Linked DNA regions of Mus musculus: regions 2, 3 and 4 are each linked to region 1. The links are chromatin contacts, called in public Hi-C maps. All regions are on one chromosome and are shown on one strand. Each heading gives the region's core, a stretch centred on a gene start, on an enhancer-like site or on the middle of the called end of the contact. The rest is flanking DNA. Distances are from core to core; before and after follow the strand shown.

Region 1 (2,700 bases), core at 56-2,555:
AAAGAACTAAGTAGGGTGATCGTTTCCATAAACCATGACTGCACTTCAGGCATGGGCTGCCCTTCTCCTGGTTATTATACTCATAAAGTACCTATAAAAATGACTTCATGTAGCTCCACATTTATTGTCTGTCATTGTCCCATGGATCAAGTTGGGTTTACAAGCCAGGAGATGATTTTCTTCCCATTTCAATTGCTATCCTTTTTTATGTCATCTGGATTCTAGTACTGATCAGTCTTTGGACACATTTAACAGCTGAGGTACAAGGACAAGTCTGTGACTGACCTGGCAAGTTGTAGAGGTCACACTGTAGCCTGAACATCACCTTGTGCCACTGTCACATCGAGTTTATAGTTCTGAATCTCTTGATTAACTAGGCTTCAGCTGAGAGAAGCCCAGACTTTATGGAAGGTTACCTATAGAGGACATTTTGCTTGCAATTGTTATTGATTAACCACCAATGGGTTTGTAAATCAGTCTCTTTGATAGTGGATGTGAAAAGTCTTAGGCACATAAAATGTGCCTATAGAATCCTTTAGGTATTAAAAACAAAACCCAATATCTAAGTTAAATTGTTTCAATTTCTAAACTTCCCTCTCTTTGAAGATTATGATCAGCTTCTTTTTTTGTATAGCAAGAGATTATGGGACAGGGATTTGGCTAAGTCAAGTTCTAAAGGAAGGGGATGGGGACGTTTGTTTGTTTGTTTTTGTTTTTTGAGACAGGGTTTCTCTGTATAGCCCTGGCTGTTCTGGAACTCACTTTGTAGACCAGTCTGGCCTCGAACTCAGAAATCTGCCTGCCTCTGCCTCCCGAGTGCTGGGATTAAAGGCATGTGCCACCATGCCCGGCTGAGGATGGGGACTTTTAAGAGACTCTTTTCCCAGGGCAAAAGTTTAAGGGCTGCAATACACTATTGCTCTGTATATCCTTCATGGCTACTGAAGGCTGCATACTTATGCTTCTCTGCTACAGGGTGCTCGACCTCCTCCTTCATCTATTCAAGGATGAGAAGACAGAGGCCAGGTTGTCGTGAGCTGTGGGAGATAGTGGCTGCCCATAGTAAAGAGAGGCACTGATACTTGGACCAAGTCCTAACATCCCTGTTCCAAATTGGGCATTGTCTTTTCCTATGCACAGGCTAAATTTTTTAAAAGGAAAAAGTACTTTAGATTGTGGAATGACAAGACATTGTAGTCTCAATTTTGGCCCTGATTGCCATCACTTGAGGTTTTGACTGGGACTATGGGACCCACTTCCAGTATGACTCATGGTCATGCTTGACAAATTGTTGGCAGGAAATGAGAGCTAGATGTTGGCAGGGAGCTTCAAATACTCTCTCCACGAGGCTTCTTGAGAGTCCTCACAGCAGGTCAGTAAGCATCTGAAAGATTATGTAATCCAGAACAGTACAAGGGAGAAGTCACTTTGACTTTGTGATCTGCCCTTTCAGTTGCTCTCTGTCATCTCCACACTGCTCCTTTTGTCATAGCTCTATTCAAGAGCATGTAGATACAATGGTGAGACTCACTGAAGAGACTGGTTGCCATTGCCAGGTTCAGATGATAATGGATCAGAAGGGAGCTACACATGTACAAAAGTTAGTTCTATAGCTCACAATGGGCTAGGGCTAAGAGATCAGGATTAAGGATAAAGATGATGGAGACCGGAATTTGTATGGCAGATTTTCATTTAAAACCCAGAACATTAACTAGGTGTATCCAACTCAGATATGCAGAGTAGAAATGCATCTCAAATAAGAAAAACCTGCAGAATAGAGTTTAAAAGTCAATTCTCTGGTCAGCAGATAGACAAAATGTGATCATAGTCAGACAATAACTGGCCTAACAGATGGAGTCAACTGAATTGAATTTTTAATCTAAATGGAAATAAAGGATAAAAGAATGAAAAGGCAATACAATCCTGGTTCCCAAATCCAACACTGCCAGCAGCAGTATCTTTGGGGTAAAATATGGCATGCAGATCAGCAAATCTGGTGATATGCACCCCAAGGAAGTTCACGAGCCCATGTCCTCTATAAGTGGAAAAGAAGAAAGGTGTAGAGTTTGAGAAAGATTTTGTGCAAAACAATGTGGTTCCTGCAAAGATGTTGTAATGTTTTTACCATGTTCAAGCTCAGGCAGCTGATTTGTGATTCTTTCCAAACATGGGTCAGTATTTCAGCATCTCACTCGGTTGGATCTTTACGTGAAGATTCACATGGGCTTTGTCTCCCAGCATTCATGCTGAGAAAGAAATCTCATTTTGCATTGCAGCATAATTTATTCCTCATTAGTCTAAGCTATGACTTGCTCACGATTACATTCAATTGCAGTGTTTACAGATTCATTTTCATAATATTTCCTCTGGGCTTATTATTTCCACTTGTAAAAATGAACTAAATATTCTAAGTCAGAGTAAGCTGAAATCATTTGCAAGGGGCCATAGCTCTGCGTCACACTTGGGAAAGAGCTTTGTTATAGCAGACAGATGATGCTCCATTTAAGAGAACTTGAGTTTCAGGCCCTTGTGAAGTCTCTTATTTTCATCAAGTTTTTTTTTCTTTTTCTGCCATGGTACTCTGTGGCATTTGCATGAATGACAGTGTTATGAGATTGCTTGCTTTATGGATGGATATGTTTAGGTCCTTTCAATGGCCTCTTGGCCAAGATGTTGGTGATTCTTGAGATAATCTTCACA
Region 2 (2,700 bases), core at 75-2,574, 260 kb after region 1:
AGGAGTGGGAGCCTGGAGCTTAAAGATTAAGAAAAGCCCATGGAGGTACAAGGACCGCAACATCTTAACAGAGCTTTGGGGAATAATTATTATTACTTCATCAAAAATAAACAGGAAGTATGTGAGGCAGTGAGTATACTCTTAGGATCCTCCTTCAGCAATGACTAGAGGTTTCAGCTCTCCCTCCAAAGTCAGTTTCCTTTATACAAATTCTCTCTTCTCAAGGCTTTTTAACCATTCATCATCATTGTAAACTAGTGATTGTAGTGATTTCATCAGTATCCCCTCCATGCATGGCCATGGTCACCATATGACATCATCCCTGCTTGCAGGCTCCCGTGTTTAGACATCTGGTCCTGTTTCCAGCTGGTGCTGCTCCTTTTTGAGTGTGGGGTCTGGCCAGCAGAAACGGAACCCCAGGGGTTAGCCTTAAAGGGTTATGGCCAGGCCCTGCTTTAGATCCAGATCCCATGCTTTCTGCTTCCCAATCAGCCAAGATGTGAAAGAGGTGCTTTCTCACTTTGCAGCTGCTGCAGATGACGCATGGTCGTCCCTCGGTTACACCATGCCCTCTCTGGTGTGCTGTGGGATCTGAACATGAGATCAAAATCCTTTCTTTCTTAAGTTGCTTCTTTCTAGCCACTAGAAAAGTAACTGAAGCAACCACACCTTATTTATTTAAATCAAGCAGCAGACTGGATCCGTTCCATGCATGACAGTTTGGTGAGTGTTGCTTTACATAATGAATTGAAGAACAAACTGCCTATTGTCAATACAAGGTACATTGATAGGGAATAAGGACCATGATCCAGGACGGGATCAGGGACCAGAAAGAGTTGTTTTTAAGACAGTTGCTAAAGTGAGCCACTAGAGCTTAGTCCCAAGAATAAACTGAGGAGTACAGTTAAAATCCAACCTCAGAATCATCCCAACCCTAGGCAGAAGAGGGCTGAGGTCTTAATATGTCCTCTCATATTCCCCACAGCTTTAGAGCTGCTCCTAGGAAGAAATAGTGTTTCCTGGAAATTCCAGCCCATGCAAATCTTAGGAAGATTGAGTGTTTCGTTTTCTTTGAGCATGGCAGCACTGGCCCCAGGGGTCAGGAGAGCGATTCAGAAGCAGCAGGAAGATCTTTGGTGCTGGAGAAAGTATACTGTCTGAAGTTGGCTCTGTCCTTTGCATCAAGCCTGCTTTCAGCTCACTCACCCTTCATACTGATTGAATAAAGACATTGAAATATCTTAAGAAAGAGTCTGACTATGGAGAGAGCTGAATCCAAGGCCACATCATCAGAACTCTGCCTCTGATTCTTTAAACCCCAGCCAAGGATTGGCTGTTTTAGGTCAGGGTAACCTAACATCGATGTTTCTGTAACTGAGTGTGTATTCACTTGATGACAACATCTTTTCTAAAAGAATGAAGAGATCCTGAATAGGCCTGTGTAAGCACACAGTAGGTCCTCAGTATGGCTAACCTTCAAACCATTCTCACCTGTGATATAAGTAGAATATACTCACTTTGTAGAAAAGAACAAAACAAAATTCTTGCCTTTTATTATTTTGAGGCTCTTCTTCGGCCCGATTCCACAAGCTAATGTGCTCTTGCCAAATGCAGCTGTGGACTCATCAGGAAGACTTTGCCTCTGCCGACTCTTCTTGCACTCGCTTAGTGGATGGCACAGTGTGCTGCTTGAGTAAAGCCGCAGTGCTGCTGGCTGATGGGAGTTGAAACCACAGAGCTGAAGCCCTGCGTCCAGAAGCAATTTCATTCTCATTGCATGATCTATTCTTCTCACTGGCTGTCCCACCGAGCCTGACTCCGTGGGAGAGAACCGTTCTTGCCCAGCCATCATGATGTTCCAGAACCCTGGGGCTCTTCCAAGCAGCATATTTTCAGGCTCATTTCATTTTCTGTCTTGGATTCAACCATCTGGAAAAGAAGTTGGGAGAATGACGCCCCATCTCTTGTCCCACCGGACTTGGAGAGGACATGCCAGCCAAGTTCATGTCAATCTGTTTGTAGATTGGCAAAGGAAAGAAGACCCCCCAGGGCCCCCTGGTGCTGATTGGGACCATGTGCAGCTGCTGGTGGAGTCAGCTCTTTCTGGTTCCCCACCCTGTATGAATATCACGAGTCAGCTTGGCCAAAGTGAACATACAGAGAGAGGAGAAAACTCCTGTCTGTCACTCTTCTTCCCAACCTCAAAGGCTAGCTGTGGAAGAAATTCACTGTCAGGGAATCAACAAGCAGATCTGGGCCTAGGTCAGGAGAGAGTAGTGACATTGCAGAAGTGACCATTGGATAAGATATTCAGCATAGAGGCAGCCCCATGGAGCACAGGACAGATTCCTGCATTGTCTCCTGGCTCTGCCTCTTTCTAGGTCTGTAAACTATGGTGCTTATAACATCCTGTGTCCTCAGCATCCTCATGTGTGTGAAGAAGAACATGCTCTTACTGTTACAGCAAGAATCTCAGCAAAAATTCAAAACAAGGATGACAGACACTAGCCAGCTTTGTAACTGTCATTCACACTGATGGGTTTAGACAAGCTGACTTCAATCAAAAAAGGCACACTCGGAAGTCTTTGGTTGAAATCCTGGCTCTATTTCCAGTTTTCCAAAGTTTGACCCTGACTACTATAATTAAAAGACTTCACCATTCTTAGCCTTAGATTTCCATATTGAAAAACTAAGAAATAA
Region 3 (2,700 bases), core at 46-2,545, 430 kb after region 1:
ACAGGTCCCCACCTGCCTCGCCATCACTGGTCATAAAGACACACACTGGAGGCTGCTGAGAAAGGAGTGCAGAAGGAGAGAAGTCTGAATATCACAGGTGCTACATTGAAGGGGCAGAATAAACTGTAAAGAGATAAATCTGAGCCACAAGAAGCAGGATAATCTGTTAACTGACAACCTCAGAACCCCAAAGCCATTCACACAAGTATGGTATGGGGTAGAGAGCTTAGAAGTCATCATGGGCACACTCCCTAATATATCTAATTCTAGTTTCATTTGTCTGCCTCTGATGATATCTCAGTAGCTAAGTGCTCTCCTGGATTCCACTAAAAAAGCCACGAAGTAAGAATTAGGGCTAAGCTCCCGCAGAGTCTAAGACTTGGTTCCCTCTGGGTACAGAGTCTCTGCAGCTGAGAAAGGAGCACCCCTGTTAGGAAGGTAAGCTCTATTAGGTGGGGAGCCATTTGATCCAGCAAAGTTTTATCAATAAAGGTGGGGTTCTGAAAAGAAGAGATAAAGAAAATGGAGCTGTAAGTGGAGAGAACCTGGAGGTCAGAGAAGCTAAACCGCCTGGGAACTGGAGCATCAGGAAGGTATCAATGTACTGAAGACAAAGAAAGAAAGGCAGGTATGTATGAGACCCAACCTTAAATGGGAACTTCAGTTTCTGATTATCCATCCACAAGGATGTCCCTATATACTCATGAGAAGTTACAATAATGTTTATCAGCAGAACAGACTATTCCTTCCATTTTGTGTTGATTTGGCTGGGTGGGGGGTGTTTGAAATAAACAAAAGGCATCCTGTTCTCTCTTTCCCTTCCATTTTACCAACAACACATTATATCAAGAGATCGGAGTTGTGAATATTATTCCTTGCACAGAAAGAGTGAGAGTAAAGGCTATATCACCAGCTCTGGAAAATTTTAATGCCAAGCAGCTTCACGTACCAGGGACCTGCAAGAGTAAGGCACACCAGAGCAAAAGGGCAAAGATTGTCCTTCAGGCATTGAGAATAACTGGACATAAGAGACATAGACCAAAAAAAAAAAATGATGCCACTGGAAAGGAAGCTATCCCATCCCATTGGAGTGCCTCTGGCAGCTAAGAACACAACATGGGCAGTTCATGTTTTATCCCTGGAGATGATTAAGAGGAAATGCGAGTCATCTTGGTGTTCTCCCCATCCTCAGCCGAATGGAGCTTTTATTATCACAGTGCAAAGAAGAGTCAGGAGCTGAATGGTGCTGAACTCCATGGCTGGGCTCCATGTGTGTTTCATAGCCATTCATTAATATTCATGTTGTGACTAAATGACCCCGTTCAGCATCCTCCCACACTCCCTGCTTCCAGCACTTGGTCCCTACTGTGACCCCCTTGGAGGGGTGCCCGCCTGTCCTTCTCTCTGCCTGGAACCAAAAGTGCCTGCCTATCTCATCACACAGCGCCTGACATGCTCATGTCAGACACTGACACCCTACATCAAGCCTTTCCTTCCACCCATCCAAAATCAAATAAGTTACAATGTGGCCATTTATCCTCCCTCCCATTGTCTCCGCAGGCTGGCCCTGCCGCGGGGGAGGAAGGACAGATGGAGTCATCCCCTGGGATACAGAGAGATTACCTCCTGCACTGCACACAGCAATCTTGTCTTCTCCGTAAGCTAGCTTTCAGCAAAGCCTGTGCACTCTGAAGTGCAGTGTGTGGTGAGGACAATGGATGCATATTATTCCATTTTTCCAATCCCCATTCTGAGGACTATTTGTCCCAGTAAACTCTGGGCAGACTTCCCATCCTTTGGCTGAAAAGAGGTACACGACATATACCCTGCCGCTGTTGTGTTCTTCTCAAATTGAAACGGGCACTCTGGAATGGTGGTGGTTATGTGGTCCCCATGGGGAAGACTGCAGAGACCTGGTCTGTGGCTCCAGTGTCCAGTGATGCAGCCAAAGGGCAGCCTCTCTTTCTCTGTGATCATTCCATGGCAGGACTTAAAACTCAGAGTAGCACACAACTTATAAAGCTCAGGCTATGGGGTAGAAAGACAGGTGAGCTATTGATGAAGTCTTGAGGAGTCAGGGAATACAGTGGACATCACATATCAGACCAGGTCTCATACATTACGTTAGTGCCTTCATCTCTTCTCCATGTACCTAACAGATACATGTGAAACAGTATTCTAGGTGCTGTGCTGCTATGCAGCTGAGTAGTGAGCAAAGCAGAACCTTCTTGGTCCACACATTCTGGTCAGGGGCCAGTCATGCTATAGAGAGACAGGTGAAAAATAAAGGCAGAGATGAAGGCTGATGGAGATAGAGTCAGAGGTGGGTGGGCAGCATTGCCGTTTTGCTACAGGATAATCAGGGATAGCTGTGGTCAAAGAGCATCCCTAGGAACAAGACAACTTCAGGATTCTGTGCTCCTCAGGAAGGGGGAGCCATGGGACAATGGTGAGTAGAGAAGCCATCTGACCTAGTTGGGCTTTCACGGGCCCCATTGTCCGCACAAAGGACAAGGCAAAAACAGGAAAGCCTGCCAGCTAAGGAAATAGCAAGGGAATGTTGGCCTTGGGCCTGGCTGGCAGCTGTGAAGATGTACTGCAGGGTTGGGGAAGGGCTGGAGTGCTGGAGACCACGGACTGTCCCTTGGACAGAGGTACATTCACCTCTTATATTCTGGAAGCCTAGGACCCCAGCTTACC
Region 4 (2,700 bases), core at 136-2,635, 350 kb after region 1:
AAGCATGAGTACCTGAGTTCAGATTCCTAGCACCCAGGTAAAAACCCAGGTGTGACAGTGCATGCCCATTATCCCTAAACTGTGAGGTATAGACACACGTGTGTGTGTGTGTGTGTGTGTGTGTGTGTATGTATGTATGTGTGTGTGTGTGTGTATACATATACATATACATATACATATACATATACGCATACGCATACGCATACGCATACGCATACGCATACGCATACGCATACGCATACGCATACGCATACGCATACGCATATATACATATATACATATACATATACATATACATATATATATATATATATATATATATATATATATATATAGCTTTGAGACAAGTTCTCACTATGTCGCCTTGGCTATCCTGAAACTCACTATACAGACAAGACTGGTCTAGGACTCAAAGAGATCTCCCTGCATCTGTCTCCCAAGTGCTGGGACTAAAAATAAATATGCCTACCTGACAAATATTTTAATTTCAAATGACTGTTGTAAGTAAATAAGCATATAAAACAATTGACTGGTAGAAAATATTTGCAAAATTCATACTCAAGAAAGGACTCATACCCATAATTTTCAAAAACGACATATATCCTATAACACAAAACAATCAAAGGATGGGAAAATTATGCATAGAAGTGTCATCAGTTATGAAATGGCTAATTTATACATTGCAGGTGCTAATATAGGGATATGAACAAAACCACAGCAAAATACATTCCCACAGAGAGTAAGTATAATACAGGAAAAGGATTAAAGCTGAATTCTGAAGACGTAGAAACATGGGTAATAGCACATCACCAGTGATAAGGACGTTGTGCAAACACTTTGGAAAACATTCCAGCAGTTTCTAGAATGTTAGACACGGACCTGAGAGGAGCCACTGATCTACTCTTAGTTCTCTATTCAAGGGCAAGGAAAATGTTGAATAGCATGTGAATATTCACTGCAGTCTTGTTCAAATAGAAAAAGTTTCAAGTAAGCTATGTGTCTATTAATTGTGGGATAGATCACTGAAGTGTAATGTATTCACTAAAGTGAATAGGATTTAGCAATAAGGAATTGAGATGGCTCATTGAGTAAAAACAGATGACACCAGACCTGACAAGTCCCCAGAACCCGCATGATGGAAGAACAAAAGCTGTCTCCTTCCTGCAACCAGTCTTCCAAACTCCACATCCATACACATCGAGACATGCATGTGTATACACACATAAGAAATAAATTAATAAGAAAACAACTTTAAAATGCAATAATGATGCATGCCACAGCACCAGATGAGGTTCATTTTCATGACATTAAGTGAAATAAGCCAGATACAAAAAGCCTCATATTACGTAATTCTGTAAAAGAAACTCAAGAATAAGCAAAATACAGAACCAAAAATAAAGTGCTGGTTGCTTGGAGCTGTGGTTGGAAACATGGATTAATATAGACACATGTGATCTTGTCGTACGGATAAAAAAAATGTCTTGAAATTGATTTACAGTGATGGCTGCATTTGGCAAGGTTACTAAATATAATTGAATTGTATATTCAAGCTGAGTGAATTTAATGTTATATAAATAAAATTCAATAAGCCTATTAAGAAACAATAAGCCAAAACAGCAGTGTTATGGACTGAATGTTCACATATCCCAACATGGCTGCAATTGTATCTGACCCCTGGGAGGTAATTAGATAATGAGTGTGGAATGTTGGTGAATGAGAGCTTCCCTGCCTCCCCCTCCATACTTTCTTCCATGTAATGATAGCTGTCTGCCATGCAGAAGAAACCCTTCCCACAAGCCCCACACCACCAGCATTTGCCATGTCAAATTTGTGACCAATGACTTTGGTCTCCAGGACAGTGAAAAATTAAACCTGAACAAACCAGCCTCTTGCCATTCTTTAAAACAGCTGAGCTGACTAAAAGATAAAATGTGGATGGAAGGGAGACTGGGTCAGAGTGTTTGCTGTGCAAGCTTGGGAACCTGAGTTCAAATCCCCACCACCCATTTAACAGGTCAATGTAGCTGTACCCATATCCCCAGTATTGAGGGGTATGGGAAGCAGAGACAGGAGGATTGTTCAGCTTGCTGGCCACCAGCCTTGTTCCAGATTCATCAAGAGACCCTACCTTCAAGGAGTGATAGAGGGGTAGATCTGGACACTCAACACACCCTCTCCTGGCCTCCATATGTCCAGAGGCTATGCACACACATGGGTATACATCATATATATATCTCACACAAGTAAAATGAAATATCAAATATCAACACATGTTTAAAACAGAGAACAGTCTGGAATGCAAACTTTTGCTTTCTTTAAGTTTGAAATATCTCACATTTTCCAATTTTAACAATAAATCGGTAAAGATGTTTACTACTTGAGACACAAGGTTGTCCATGGGGCTGTATCTTGCCATGACTGGAAAGTACTTCTGAGGTAGCTATATCATTGTTATTGTTGCTTTATGAGTTATCGAAAATCTATGCTTGGTAATTGCTTTAGTGGTTTTTACTCATCTTCAGCAATACTTGACTTATAACTGGGCTCAGAGGAGATCACTGTCAGCTTAAATCAGTGCCTTCTCTTCTCCCAGATCCAATGAGAGAATTTCCACAGATACCTTAGCCACTCAAGAGTTTCTTCCTGAGAATGCTGAATCTTCTAATTAGAAAATATTGCTGTCATAGTGAATAGATACGG

The links. A called contact is a pair of places that touch in the nucleus more often than the background predicts.
Region 2: a contact with region 1 is called in a Hi-C map of bone marrow-derived macrophages, with 2.2 times the contacts expected there. The contact joins two enhancer-like sites. A contact is called at or near these places in 1 of 484 Hi-C or Micro-C datasets (bone marrow-derived macrophages) and 3 of 115 datasets of contacts at active chromatin or transcription factors (bone marrow-derived dendritic cells, differentiating embryonic stem cells and fibro-adipogenic progenitors).
Region 3: a contact with region 1 is called in a Hi-C map of bone marrow-derived macrophages, with 18 read pairs. The contact joins two enhancer-like sites. A contact is called at or near these places in 3 of 15 datasets of contacts at CTCF or cohesin (the NIH/3T3 cell line, large pre-B cells and pro-B cells), 7 of 484 Hi-C or Micro-C datasets (the C10 cell line, the N1E-115 cell line, bone marrow-derived macrophages and 4 more) and 1 of 115 datasets of contacts at active chromatin or transcription factors (bone marrow-derived dendritic cells).
Region 4: a Hi-C map of bone marrow-derived macrophages shows a contact between it and region 1, with 4 times the contacts expected there. The contact joins two enhancer-like sites. A contact is called at or near these places in 1 of 15 datasets of contacts at CTCF or cohesin (large pre-B cells) and 3 of 484 Hi-C or Micro-C datasets (the C10 cell line, bone marrow-derived macrophages and large pre-B cells).

Annotation. Positions count from the first base shown.
Region 1 is chr15:67,635,061-67,637,760 of GRCm38.p6, forward strand. No RefSeq gene overlaps it. Among named protein-coding and RNA genes, the nearest start is that of 1700012I11Rik, 410 kb to the left of the region's middle. Within about 2 kb of position 1,306, at least 25 of the 459 cell types and tissues checked have an H3K27ac peak or open chromatin away from gene starts, as enhancers often do. A contact at or near this core is called in bone marrow-derived macrophages and fibro-adipogenic progenitors, where this site is marked.
Region 2 is chr15:67,899,462-67,902,161 of GRCm38.p6, forward strand. No RefSeq gene overlaps it. Among named protein-coding and RNA genes, the nearest start is that of Zfat, 360 kb to the right of the region's middle. Within about 2 kb of position 1,325, at least 70 of the 459 cell types and tissues checked have an H3K27ac peak or open chromatin away from gene starts, as enhancers often do. A contact at or near this core is called in bone marrow-derived macrophages and fibro-adipogenic progenitors, where this site is marked.
Region 3 is chr15:68,070,051-68,072,750 of GRCm38.p6, forward strand. No RefSeq gene overlaps it. Among named protein-coding and RNA genes, the nearest start is that of Zfat, 190 kb to the right of the region's middle. Within about 2 kb of position 1,296, at least 46 of the 459 cell types and tissues checked have an H3K27ac peak or open chromatin away from gene starts, as enhancers often do. A contact at or near this core is called in bone marrow-derived macrophages, where this site is marked.
Region 4 is chr15:67,988,421-67,991,120 of GRCm38.p6, forward strand. No RefSeq gene overlaps it. Among named protein-coding and RNA genes, the nearest start is that of Zfat, 270 kb to the right of the region's middle. Within about 2 kb of position 1,386, at least 8 of the 459 cell types and tissues checked have an H3K27ac peak or open chromatin away from gene starts, as enhancers often do. A contact at or near this core is called in bone marrow-derived macrophages, where this site is marked.